Regions from separate parts of the Mus musculus genome. Here region 1 is linked to region 2. A link is a contact called in public Hi-C data. All regions are on one chromosome and are shown on one strand. Each heading gives the region's core, a stretch centred on a gene start, on an enhancer-like site or on the middle of the called end of the contact. The rest is flanking DNA. Distances are from core to core; before and after follow the strand shown.

What was found. A called contact is a pair of places that touch in the nucleus more often than the background predicts.
Region 1: a contact with region 2 is called in a Hi-C map of cerebral cortex, with 6 times the contacts expected there. The contact joins two enhancer-like sites. A contact is called at or near these places in 4 of 484 Hi-C or Micro-C datasets (Sertoli cells, cerebellum, cerebral cortex and 1 more) and 3 of 115 datasets of contacts at active chromatin or transcription factors (cardiomyocytes, extraembryonic endoderm stem cells and neural progenitor cells).

The regions. Positions count from the first base shown.
Region 1 is chr4:55,012,597-55,018,599 of GRCm38.p6, forward strand. It overlaps Zfp462 (zinc finger protein 462), which reads left to right. Exons shown (of 13, transcript NM_172867.3): 3 at 1-1,253; 4 at 2,087-2,251; 5 at 4,401-4,504. Among named protein-coding and RNA genes, the nearest start is that of Gm42289, 54 kb to the right of the region's middle. Within about 2 kb of position 1,290, at least 22 of the 459 cell types and tissues checked have an H3K27ac peak or open chromatin away from gene starts, as enhancers often do. A contact at or near this core is called in cerebral cortex, where this site is marked.
Region 2 is chr4:53,927,554-53,933,297 of GRCm38.p6, forward strand. No RefSeq gene overlaps it. Among named protein-coding and RNA genes, the nearest start is that of Gm33840, 21 kb to the right of the region's middle. Within about 2 kb of position 4,033, at least 34 of the 459 cell types and tissues checked have an H3K27ac peak or open chromatin away from gene starts, as enhancers often do. A contact at or near this core is called in cerebral cortex, where this site is marked.

The sequences.
Region 1 (6,003 bases), core at 40-2,539, 1.1 Mb after region 2:
CCCACTATCAGAAGCGACACCCGGCCATCAAGGTGACCGCTGAGGACTTTGTGCATGATGTGGAGCAGTCTGCTGACATATCCCAGAATGACGTGGAGGAGACAAGTAGGATTTTTAAACAAGGGTATGGTGCCTACCGGTGCAAGCTGTGTCCTTACACACACGGCACTCTGGAGAAACTCAAAATCCACTATGAGAAGTACCACAACCAGCCTGAGTTTGATGTCTTTTCCCCGCCTCCTCCGAAGCTGCCAGTGTCCCTTGAACCTGAGATAACCACTGAAGTGAGCCCCTCCCAGGTCTCCGTGACGGAGGAGGAGGTGGGAGAGGATCCTATGTCCACTGCTCACTTCTCTACCTCGCATCTGGTCTCCCACACTGTGTTCCGGTGCCAGCTCTGCAAGTACTTCTGTTCCACTAGGAAGGGCATTGCCAGGCACTACCGGATCAAGCACAATAATGTCCGTGCCCAGCCCGAGGGCAAAAACAATCTCTTCAAGTGTGCCCTGTGTGCCTACACCAACCCCATCCGCAAGGGACTGGCAGCCCACTACCAGAAGCGCCACGACATTGATGCATATTACACCCACTGCCTTGCGGCCTCCAGGACCATCAGTGACAAGCCCAACAAGGTGATCATCCCATCCCCACCCAAAGATGACTCTCCTCAGCTGAGCGAGGAACTCCGGCGGGCTGTGGAGAAGAAAAAGTGCTCCTTATGTTCCTTCCAGTCCTTCAGCAAGAAAGGCATTGTGTCCCATTATATGAAGCGCCACCCGGGGGTGTTCCCAAAGAAGCAGCATGCCAGCAAGTTGGGGGGCTACTTCACAGCGGTCTACGCAGATGAACACGAGAAACCCCCACTGATGGAAGAAGAGGAGAGAAGCAGCTTTGAGAGGGCCGAGGTGGAAGGCGAAGCTCAAGACATCGAGTGGCTCCCGTTCCGCTGCATCAAATGCTTCAAGCTGTCCTTCAGCACGGCGGAGTTGCTGTGCATGCATTACACAGACCACCACAGCAGGGACTTAAAGAGGGACTTCGTCATCCTAGGCAGCGGCCCCCGCTTCCAGAACTCCACCTTCCAGTGTAAGCACTGTGATAGCAAATTGCAAAGCATAGCCGAGCTGACCTCACACTTGAACATCCACAATGAGGAATTCCAGAAGCGTGCCAAACGCCAGGAGAGGAGGAAACAGCTTTTGAGCAAGCAGAAATATGCAGATGGTGCTTTTGCAGATTTCAAACAAGAGAGGGTAAGGATATGTTTTGATTTCCCTTCCCCCAGGAGGCCTCTCATCACTGGTGCCCACATGTACTTCGTTGCCAGCCAAACTGCTGCAGGCTTCCTATTGACTTAGCTTGCCAGAGAGCTCAATAAGTCAGTTAAACATTTCGAGCTTGATCATTCCCCATTCTATGCTCACCCCACTCCACGGTCCTGTCCTCCTCCCCTTCTCCCTCTGACTCCTCCGATGGCTCCCGGGGGAGGGTTGGGGTGGTTTCGATGTGTGTCTTCCTGCCAAGTAGTGTTTTCTGAAGCCTCGTTTTAAAAAAAAAAAAAAAAAAAAGACAGTGGTTGCTCTTCCTAAGGCAGTTGTGGGCTACCTCTTGTTACCCTTAGCCCTTCTCAGCCATGACATGGTCTCCGGTGTTTGCTTCGGGAACCTAACATCTCAAGGAATTCTCTCTCTCTCTCTCTCTCTCTCTCTCTCTCTCTCTCTCTCTCTCTCTCTCTCTCTCTCTCTCCTCTCTCCTCTCTCTCTCTTTCTTCTTAAATCAAGAGGTTCATTAAAGGAATAGCTGTTGCAACATGCCACCTGCGCAATCAAAACTGGTCTGAAAGCCAGATAACTTAGAGACCGCGAATCTCTACTAAATCTCTTCTCACCAGCTGGAACCTAAGTGGGTTCCAGAGACGGCGACTAGTAGGCAATGTGCCATGACTGATGAAGTCTATATATATATAATGAAACACTTTAACCTGCTGATCCTCTTTAAAATACAGTATCCAGTAATCTGTAAGAGTAAAATGCCTGCCTTTGAGGGAGGGCGTGCTGTACTGATGGCTACCACTGTATTTTACCAGCCTTTTGGTCACTTAGAAGAGGTGCCAAAGATCAAGGAGAGGAAAGTGGTGGGCTACAAGTGTAAATTCTGCGTGGAAGTGCATCCAACGCTTCGGGCCATCTGTAACCACCTCCGGAAACATGTCCAGTATGGTAGCGTCCCGGCTGTGTCGGCTGCTGTGAAGGTGAGAAGGGGAAGGTCCAGGCACCTGGTGTGTGTGTGTGTGTGTGTGTGTGTGTGTGTGTGTGTGTGTGTGTACGTGCACGTGCGTGTGCCTGTGCACTTGCAAATATCTGAGTTATTTATTAACCCATTGCCTGGCAGAGTGTGGCTTGGGATGCCGGCATTCTTGAGTTATGCTTGGCTTGCTTTGGCTTGTTCTGATTTCTTTGCAGGTTGGACCTTCCACATCATTCCATTTAGGGAAAGGTTTGATCTAGTTTCTGATTCTGAGGGACAGTCTGGTGGAGAAAGATGACCCCACATTCTCATCTAAGAGGCTTGGGGTCACATGATTTCATGCTGGTTGTCTCTAGGTCATTCTGAGCTGTCAGAGCTCATGGGAGGAATGAAGTGGACTATGTTCCCATCATCCAGGTCTCCTCCTGCCTCACTCCTACTGTCATGTGCCTGAGCGTGGGACAGTCCAGGAGAACCTGCATTTTGCTTCTTTCTAGGTTCACTGAGTTATGCAAGGGGCATTGATCAGATAGAAAGCTAAGAGCCTGCCTTTAAGACCTGGTTTGCTTGCTGTACGTCTCTTTCCATGTGATGCTGCCAGCATCTTCCTTCTTTCCCCTCACCTTTGCTAGGCTACCTGTTTTAGATTCCACAGTACAAATAGCAGCTACTGTTTCAATAGCCAACTCCCCATTCCTACCTTCTAGAATGTACTTACCACTTCTGAACACAGAAATTAATTCAGACTTCTGCCCTTTCCATCTGGATATTGGAATATATTTTTATGTTTGCTCTTTCTTGACCTTTGTCTCCTGTTTACTCTGAAGGTAAAGCTTATCTTTTCTTGAACACTGAACCCTTGGCTTTGAGAACACTGTTAACCCAGGGACAGAAGCGAAAGCTTCCACACTTGACTGTAGTCAGTCCCAGGCTTGCTTCCGAGACTCACACAAGAGGAAAATCAGTATTCCAGGAAGCTGCTTCAACAACTGATAGCTTAAAAGTCAAACTGCTCCTTACTTTTTGGAATTAACCACATAGTAACATTCATTTGAAGGTGGCATTTCTGTCTGGAAGCAGGGAACGATTGAGTTTTCTTGTCAAATGGCCCAAGGTTTTTAGACAGCCAGTATCTTAATTGCTGTTCTATTGTTGTGAAGAGACACTATGACCAAGGCAATACCATGATGAAGAAAACATTCAGTTGGGGGCTTGGTTACAGTGTCAGGGGGTTACTCCATCATCACCAGGGTGGGTATGGGGAGTGTGCTGAAATACTGGGCATAGTACAGGAGAAGTAGCTGAGAGCTTTATATCCTGATTCATAGGCACAGGCAGAGAAAGAGAGAGACCTTGGACCTGACATGGGCTTTTGAAACACCAAAGTCCATCCCTAGAGACACACATTCTCTAACACGGACACACCTCCTAATCCTTCCCAAACGGTCCTTGGTCCCAAACAGAGACCAAGCATACAAGTATATGAACCTATGGAGGCCATTCAAACCACCACAGCTGTACTATGCTTTTTGTTGTTTTCTTCCTTTCTCATCCCTCCCCAACCCTCCCTTCCTCTCCCCCTCCGTTCCCTCTCCCTTCAGCTCTCCTCCTTTCTTCTCTCAGAGTCATAATCCGAACCCAGCTTTATTTTGGAATCCATGAGATCACAGTTTACATTTTCTTTCTGAGTTTGGTAGCAAGTGAATGAACTTCAGATTGGGAAAGCCCATGTCACATGTCTCAGGCTCTCTTATTTCCAAATTTATGTTGCCTCAAAATCAACACCACTGTGGAAGAAGCGACTCTCAAGCTGGTCTTTTCTGTATGCAGAGCCAGAGATGCAGGGGAGAAAACATTGATGGAAATTGCTGACGAGCTTGGGAGAATGAAGGGAAAAGAAGAAAGCTGGAGTAGTAACAATGGATATTTATTTTGTTGGTGGGGCATGTGTGTGTGTGTGGTTCTCTTAGCAGGAGGCTGAAGACCCTTCCCACCTGTTCCTGGATGGATTGGAAGCAGCCAGAGACGCCAGTGGCACACTGGTGGGCCGGGTGGATGGTGGACACTGCTTGCTTGATGCAATGTTGGAGGATGAAACCCGGCCGGGGGGATACCATTGCAGTCAATGTGACCGGGTCCTGATGTCCATGCAGGGGCTGCGTTCTCATGAGAGGAGCCACCTGGCCTTGGCCATGTTTACCAGAGAGGACAAGTACAGCTGCCAGTATTGCTCCTTTGTTTCTGCATTCAGACACAAGTAAGTGTTACTGGGTAGTCCCTCATTGTCATTGGAAGGCGTACCATAAAGAAGGGAACTAAGCTGTAGCAGGAAACAGATACTCAGATGACTCTGAAATCTCCTTTCCTGGTTTCTACCTGCTGTGACCTTGACCTATAAAGTGGACTAAGAGTAGCCATGAGGAGATGTCATTAGATTTATCTGTTGTGGGCATTTGAAAAAAATGAGACAGGACTCGGTATGATTTACTCAAGAGAAGACAGTTTCTGCGAGCAAATGTTTTTCCTGATAGACCCACCAAATAGCCAAAAGTTAAAGAAATCATTTGAAGAAGTCAAGTTCTGTTTGGAAAACCAAGGGGTTAAAGATGGCAGGTTAGTCCAGTTAACCCTTGTGACTGGAGAATCATTGGAAGGTAACAAGGATTCTGGATGCTAAGGATTTGCTCGGGATCAGCAAGGTGGAGGGGTGAGGAAGGCATCTTTTGCCAAGCTTCACAACCTCAGTTCAGGTCCTGGCACTCACATGGAGAAGTCAGGAGAGCTGACTTCTGCACATGGTACCTTCTTCATGTTGCAAGTGCATGGTAACACACACACACACACACACACACACACACACACACACACTTAAGAATTGCTAAAAGTTTGGGGAGTCTAAGAAGTAGGAATGCCCCATGCTCATTACAGCTTTGAAAGTAGGAAAGTGGGTGATAGGAAGGAGTCAGGGTCTAAGGGAAGGAAACTTTTTGTTACATAAATATTCTTCCTGTAAGCCTGGCAGAATATTGAAGGTAGTTAGCTTACTGCTTATCTCTGTGGTAATTGAAAACGAGTGAGGCCTGTTGGCTTCAGAGTTCAGACAGAATGACTAAAAGCAGGAGAAGCCGTGTTTCTCTTTAGAGAGTAGGAGAGATGACACACTTTTTACTCTGATACAGAGCCTAACATTTAGTCTTTGCCTGCGTGCGTCCATACTGTGGCATTAACACTGGCCTTCTCGGTTCCTTAAGTATTAAACCACACTGCATGATACCCATAGACCCTCAGTAAGTTATTTTGAATAAAAGAATAATTTATGCCTGGCATTATGCCTTGGAAAAAATGTGAAGATGGTTGGGGTATAATTGCCTTACTTAAAAAAAAATGACTGGACAAAATAAGGTACATTAAAAAAAAAAGATGCTGAGAAAATGCTGATAAATTTAACAAAGGAAAATGCGCCCTATATTTGGGCTCAATGAGAGGGTTTTATAGATTATGGAAACTGGAGTCAAGTCTTGAAAACAGGAAGGTTGAAAATGACTGAGAAGAAGTCAGGGTAGGGAGAAGAGAGGGCCCAAGGTGGGAAGGTGGCAACTTAGGTTGAGGCCTGGCTGGTGGTTCAATTTAAATAAGCCTAAACTTACATGAAGAGGAATTGTAGAGTTTACTCCTGGCTACCTAAGTAGTCGTCCTATTAGGATGTCTATAATGCCAGGAATTAGTATATTATAATTACTGCACTAGCAAAAGGAA
Region 2 (5,744 bases), core at 2,783-5,282:
ACTGGTGGCTGCTTAGCCAATCTGATGCTTTGTGTCGGCAGCCCAAGTAGAAGAAGCTAGCCTCCTCCTGGCCTTTCCTTTTCTTAGGCCAGGAGGTTGCTCTCTGCAATGGCTAACTCTGATTGTCAACTGGATTGGATCTGGAATCAAGGAAAGAACACAGCTCAAGGTGAGTCTGCCAAGGGTATTTGTAAGAAAGATTAGTTGAGAATAGGCCTTTCCCTGGAGCAAGTAGGACTGTGGATAGCAAGGACCAGGGAGAAAAGGGTGCTACTTCTCTGCTGCATTTACACCTGCTAAGTGCTCAACAGTGGAGCCTCCATCCTTTGCTGCTCACGCCGGGCTCCACCTTCTTTGGATTCCAACATGGAGTGAAGATCATCAACTGTCAAAGAATCTCCTAGGACTTTAGTTAGTACCCAATTAGGACTGCTGATGCAGCTAGCCTGTGAACTGAGCAGTGCAGCTTCTCAGACTGTCTAATAGGTGGCATTCTTGGACTACCCAGCCCTTCTTAGTTGTAAGCTATTCTAGTAAAGACACACGCTCACAAACTCACTCACACTCTCTCCCTCTCCCCCCTCTCTCCCTCTCTCTCTCCCTCTCTCTCTCCCTCTCCCTCCCACACACACACACACACACACACACACACACACACACACACACACTTACTCACACACACACACACACACACACACACACACACACACACCCATACACACTTGTTTCTTGATAGATAATGATGTCCTTTCAACACCTGTGTGACCTTGAGTAACACCCAGAGAGATGGCTCTTATCATCTTCATTCTACAGAGAAGAAAAGGAAGTTAAGTGACTGGCACAAGGACATGTCCTGAAACAATTATGTAGGTTCATTTTTCACTCAGGATTTTGAATTCCTTGTCTCCAAGTCTCGCGCCCTCATTGTGTCCCACTGGCTCTTTCCGCATAGATAAAGTGAAGATGATAGTATCAAGCGATGACACTATAAAGCTTCTAATGAATGCTTCCTCTGGCCTGGCCCTGGGTTTTGTATGTGTGACTACAGACGCCTGTGTGTGCATGTGGTGGTCAGAGTATGAGCTCTAGTGTTGGTCTCTCCTGATGGTCACTGTTGTGTTCTCTAGGCTAGCTGGCCTGTGAGCTCCCAGCAATTCTCTTCTGTCTGCCAGGATTGCACTGTGTTTCTGAACCCAGCCTTTATGTGTGCCCTGGAGATCTGAACTCAGTCTGTGAGGCTTGTGAGGCAAGGAATTTTCTCAAGGCGCTATCTCCCCTGACACAGGTTTTATTTGTGTTATCTAATTCTCCCCATAACTCTAATAGATACTACTTATTCTTTCTGCCCTTAGCACCTTGATGAGAACGCTTCCTGCCCCCACCCCCCTGCACAAGATGGTGTATCTGCAGGTTTTGATTTCTTTTCATTTATCCACTAATCAGAGGCTTCAGCTAAACACTGCCTTTGCCAATCAGACAGTTAAAATTTCGCTCAAGAAAGACGATGACACAGGCCTGCCAAGGTAGGAATAAATGTCCAGTCAGGCCTGCTGAGTCCTGGGACCGATCAAATGATTGCATTATAATTAATGTTGGTATTATAATTAATAGTCGTTTTACAGTCGACACTGAGAGACATCTCTACCTCCCTCAACCCCATTCCTTAACCTGGATCACTCATAAAGGGCTGCCAGCTCTTATTCGAATATGGTTAGAAACGATTATAGGTGTAGGAATGCGGGTTAGGTCCCTTTGACCTGCAGAAGTTCATTTTGTCCTCATAGTGGCTTACCGTTATTCCTACCTTACAGATGAGAAAATTCAACTAAGAAGACCGGGGCCAGATTCTCAGCTTAGATCTTCTGAGACCAATTTCAGTACAAGTGCTTCAGCAGGATTCCCAGAGTATCAGCATCTCCCTTCCCCGGGGAACCTTTTCTTTCTGCCAACCTCCTCGTTCCACAGACAATAGAGGACGCGAGGGGGCACCTGGCTCTGTCAGCATCCTCATGGTTCATAGCACCTGGGCAAGTTCAGTCGGGTTTTCTCTAACCACCTCTGCACAAATGCTAGGCAAATGTCCCCAGGTTTCTGGATGGTATGGGCGAAGTGGTTTGTGGACACGAGAACTCCCCGGGCTTTTTGCATGTCTGCTTCTCACTGAAGGCTACTTACAGAGATGCATAAGCATGCTATTGTTTTCAAAACGCACAGACTGCTCCTTCTGCTACGCTCCAGGCTTCTCAGTGTTGGGCACTGCTGAGGTCCTTAAGAAGTGCTTTCTAAGAGATCTTTCCCAGCTTTGACCATCATTGCACTTTCCAGGGTAGAGAAGCAGGGTTGGCTGTGTGCTCCTCCTGTGCCTGTACAGAGTCTAAAGTCCACATGTGGCGGAAAGTCCCTGCTTGGCCTAATGTTCTGCTGTCATTGTCTTGAAAGCCTCAGCCATTTTTAAGAAACCTTCCCCCACCCCATGCCTGTCATGTCATGGCTCCTGTAAAAGCAGCTTCCTATCTCAATGTTATCCAACCCCTAGTCCTATGGATCCCAAAGGCTGACTTGTTCTTTGTATATTGGACAACTAAACAGATCTAAGGAAGTTTAATACTCAGACTTTCTCTCAATGTTCATTCTTTTCATTCTTGGTATCATGATTAGAATGCTTCTCCCTCCATGCACAAAATTATATGAGTATCATTCTTATGCCTTTTTTGTTTATTTTAAATTTTTTTTTCATTTATTCACTAATTAGAGACGTCAAATAAACACTGCCTTTAACAATCAGATAGTTAAGTTTTGGTCAAGGAAGACAATGACACAGGTTTGTCAAGGTAGGGACAAATGTCCAGTCAGGTCTTCTGAGTCCTGAGACCAATCAAATGATGAGATCGCTTGAATTCAGAACAGGGACTAACATACAACACAGGACTACGTGCTGGCTTTAATTTGTGGCCCTGTGCTGTGTTAGGATGTGCCATCCTTACGACCTCTCTCTGGGACATGAGTATGTTGAATTGGAGATGCGTTTGGAGTAAGATTTGGTTGATATATCATCAGCGAATGTAGCATACACAACCTGTAGAAACTTGATATAAAAACATTATTAAGGGACAAAGTCCCTCCGTGCCCTTTTCGAGTTTGGAGTTTAAGGGACAGAGCAGAAAGAGGCAAATCACTAAATAGTATAAATAGCAATACTGTGTGATAGACAGCTCCCCCACAAAGAGGATGTTAGGGCATAAAAAGGCATCCAAGGAGAAGTGTCATTGAGAGAGAGTGGAAGGAGGCCTTTCAGGGACTGGACAGGAGACTGGGTAGTAGAAAGCACAGATTCAAAACGTCTGAGTTTGGAGAAGGTGTGGCTGATTGAGGGACGAACACAGCCAGGGAAGAACTGGGACACTGAAGGTCAAGAGGTGAGCCCTGATCCTGGAGAGGTAGGTCATATTCAAAACAGAAATTAGGATTTTGGTTTTGGTCTTTAGAATCAAAAGTCATTGAAATACTTTTAAGTTTTCTGGGGTTATGATTGGTCCTTTGGAATTAAGGGGGAGGGGAGGGATGGACTGATGGTAAAAGGTAGGGAGAGTGGTCGAGATGGGACTCCTCAGTGCAGGGTGAGCGCTGAGACTTCTGTCTTCACTGGGCATATCTGGGAAGGTTGACCTTACAAAAGAGGCCATGTAGAGAGAGGGGCTAAACCAGGGACCAGGGTATGCATATACATACTTGTGTATGTGTGTGCTTGTGTTTTGGGGTATGTAAGTAGAGGCACACACATTAGTATAGGGCATTGTGTTATGTCTGCGTATTTGCATTCTTAAGCTAAGGGCTTCATGTGTGTGTATGCATGATCTTACATAGTTCTGTATAAGCACATAAGTGTTTGTATGTGTAAGATTTGTGGTGTGTGTGTGTGTGTGTGTGTGTGTGTGTGTGTGACATGTTTGTAGCACCTGTGTGCATGCACAGGAGCGCTGGGCTTGAAGAGCTCCTCCCCCAAAGTCACATATGCCCCTAACTGCCAGCAGGTGGCCCCTGAGCACCGTGTGCTAGGCTCTGGGGACAAGGTCGGCTTTGCTCATCCAGCCTTCTCCTTCCCACAACTCCAAGAATCTTTTCATGGTTTGGCTTCCTCTCTCAAGGCTTCTGTCCTGAGGGATAGTGAGACAGAACGGCCCCGAGAGTGGTAGTGTTGGGCTGTGGGCGGGGCTATTGAGCTCCTGCGGTGCTCCTGGCTCTGTGCCTGTCTCTCAGTTGCACCGGTGTGGTTGGTCAGTAGCCACATAGGCAAGCGCTGATCTGTACTGAGCTAAGGAGGGTTGTGGGCAAAGAATCGGCACCACAGAATGGACTGAAGAAAGCGCCAGGCATGTCTGTTCACCCTTGCTTAAAAGTGGCACCAGGACCAAGCAAGAGAGGAAGATGGAGTTTTTCTGCTTGGAAGGCGGAGAACTAACACACACCTCTCATAAAAAGAGCATCCCAAGTGTCCACAGGCAGCTAGCTAGTCTCTATCAGGTCATGATTACTGGGTCTTTGAACAGTTGGGCTTGAGAAGGGAAGTTGGACCCACCAAGCTGCTTGTGAGGTCTATGAGAATACTAAGAGGCTCCATTAGCACATGCTGCTCGAATTGTCTATCACCGAGGTTAATCCTCACGTGTGGCTGTGAGCAGAGAGGGTCTTTATAATCCATCCATCCTGATCTTTAGTGCTCCATCCAGGGGCTGAGTCAGGATGGGTGCTTGTTGATGACCTGGTGAGCATCTCAGAGTAGTAGTACCTAGAGGAGGTTGAATGGGATGCATGGAGCTTGCAGCCAAGTTTTGGACTAAATATATGCTGGTTGGAGTTAGAAGGAGTCTAAAGGAAGCGAGAACTCTAAGAATGGTAGGAAGTAGACCCTTGGAGGCTGCACCAGAAAAACCAGATTCAGTGGGCAATCCTGTGGTTCTTCTATCAATTACCTGCCAAACCTTGGGACCTCTGGATATAGCTCAGGGCAGTGCATGGAGGGGAATGGGAAGAAGTTGTTGTCTGTTGGGCTGGGGATATTACTCCTTCGCTAGAGTGATTGCTTAGCATGCTTGGAGCCTTGGGTTTGCTTGCCAGCTCTGCATAAACCAGGTGTGGTGGCTCACTTATAGTGAGGAGGAAGGTTAGACGTTCAAGTTTATTCTTTTACATAGTGAATTTGAGGCTAGCTGAGACCCTGCCTCAAAAGACCTACAACAAATAAAATAATATAAAATAAAATAAAATAAAATTAAAAGGAAGGATATTGGATGAAATTCTGGACCTGAGCTCTAATTAATTGTAGAAGTTCTTTTCTTTGAAGATAAATTTGAGTCCATTTTTATCTGTTTACCATCTGTGCCTGCTTGTGGTGAATACTTGATATCTCTCTCTCTCTCTCTCTCTCTCTCTCTCTCTCTCTCTCTCTCTCTTTCTGTGTGTGTGTGTGTGTGTGCGCGCGCGCGCACACGCGCGTGCGCACATGCAGATTTTTATGCACAAGGCTCTGTGTGCATGTAAAGGTTGAAGGTTGATGTCAGGAATTATTACAATTGCTCTTTCACCTTCTTCTATGAGGCAGGGTCTCTCAATCAAACCAAGAACCCCACGGGATGTCTATCATCTTACTCCTTACTCCATGGGGGGAGGGTCCCCAGTGTCCTCTTCTTTAGGCTGGAATTATAAGTGGGTCATCAAGCCCACTTGGCATTGGCAGAATCCACATG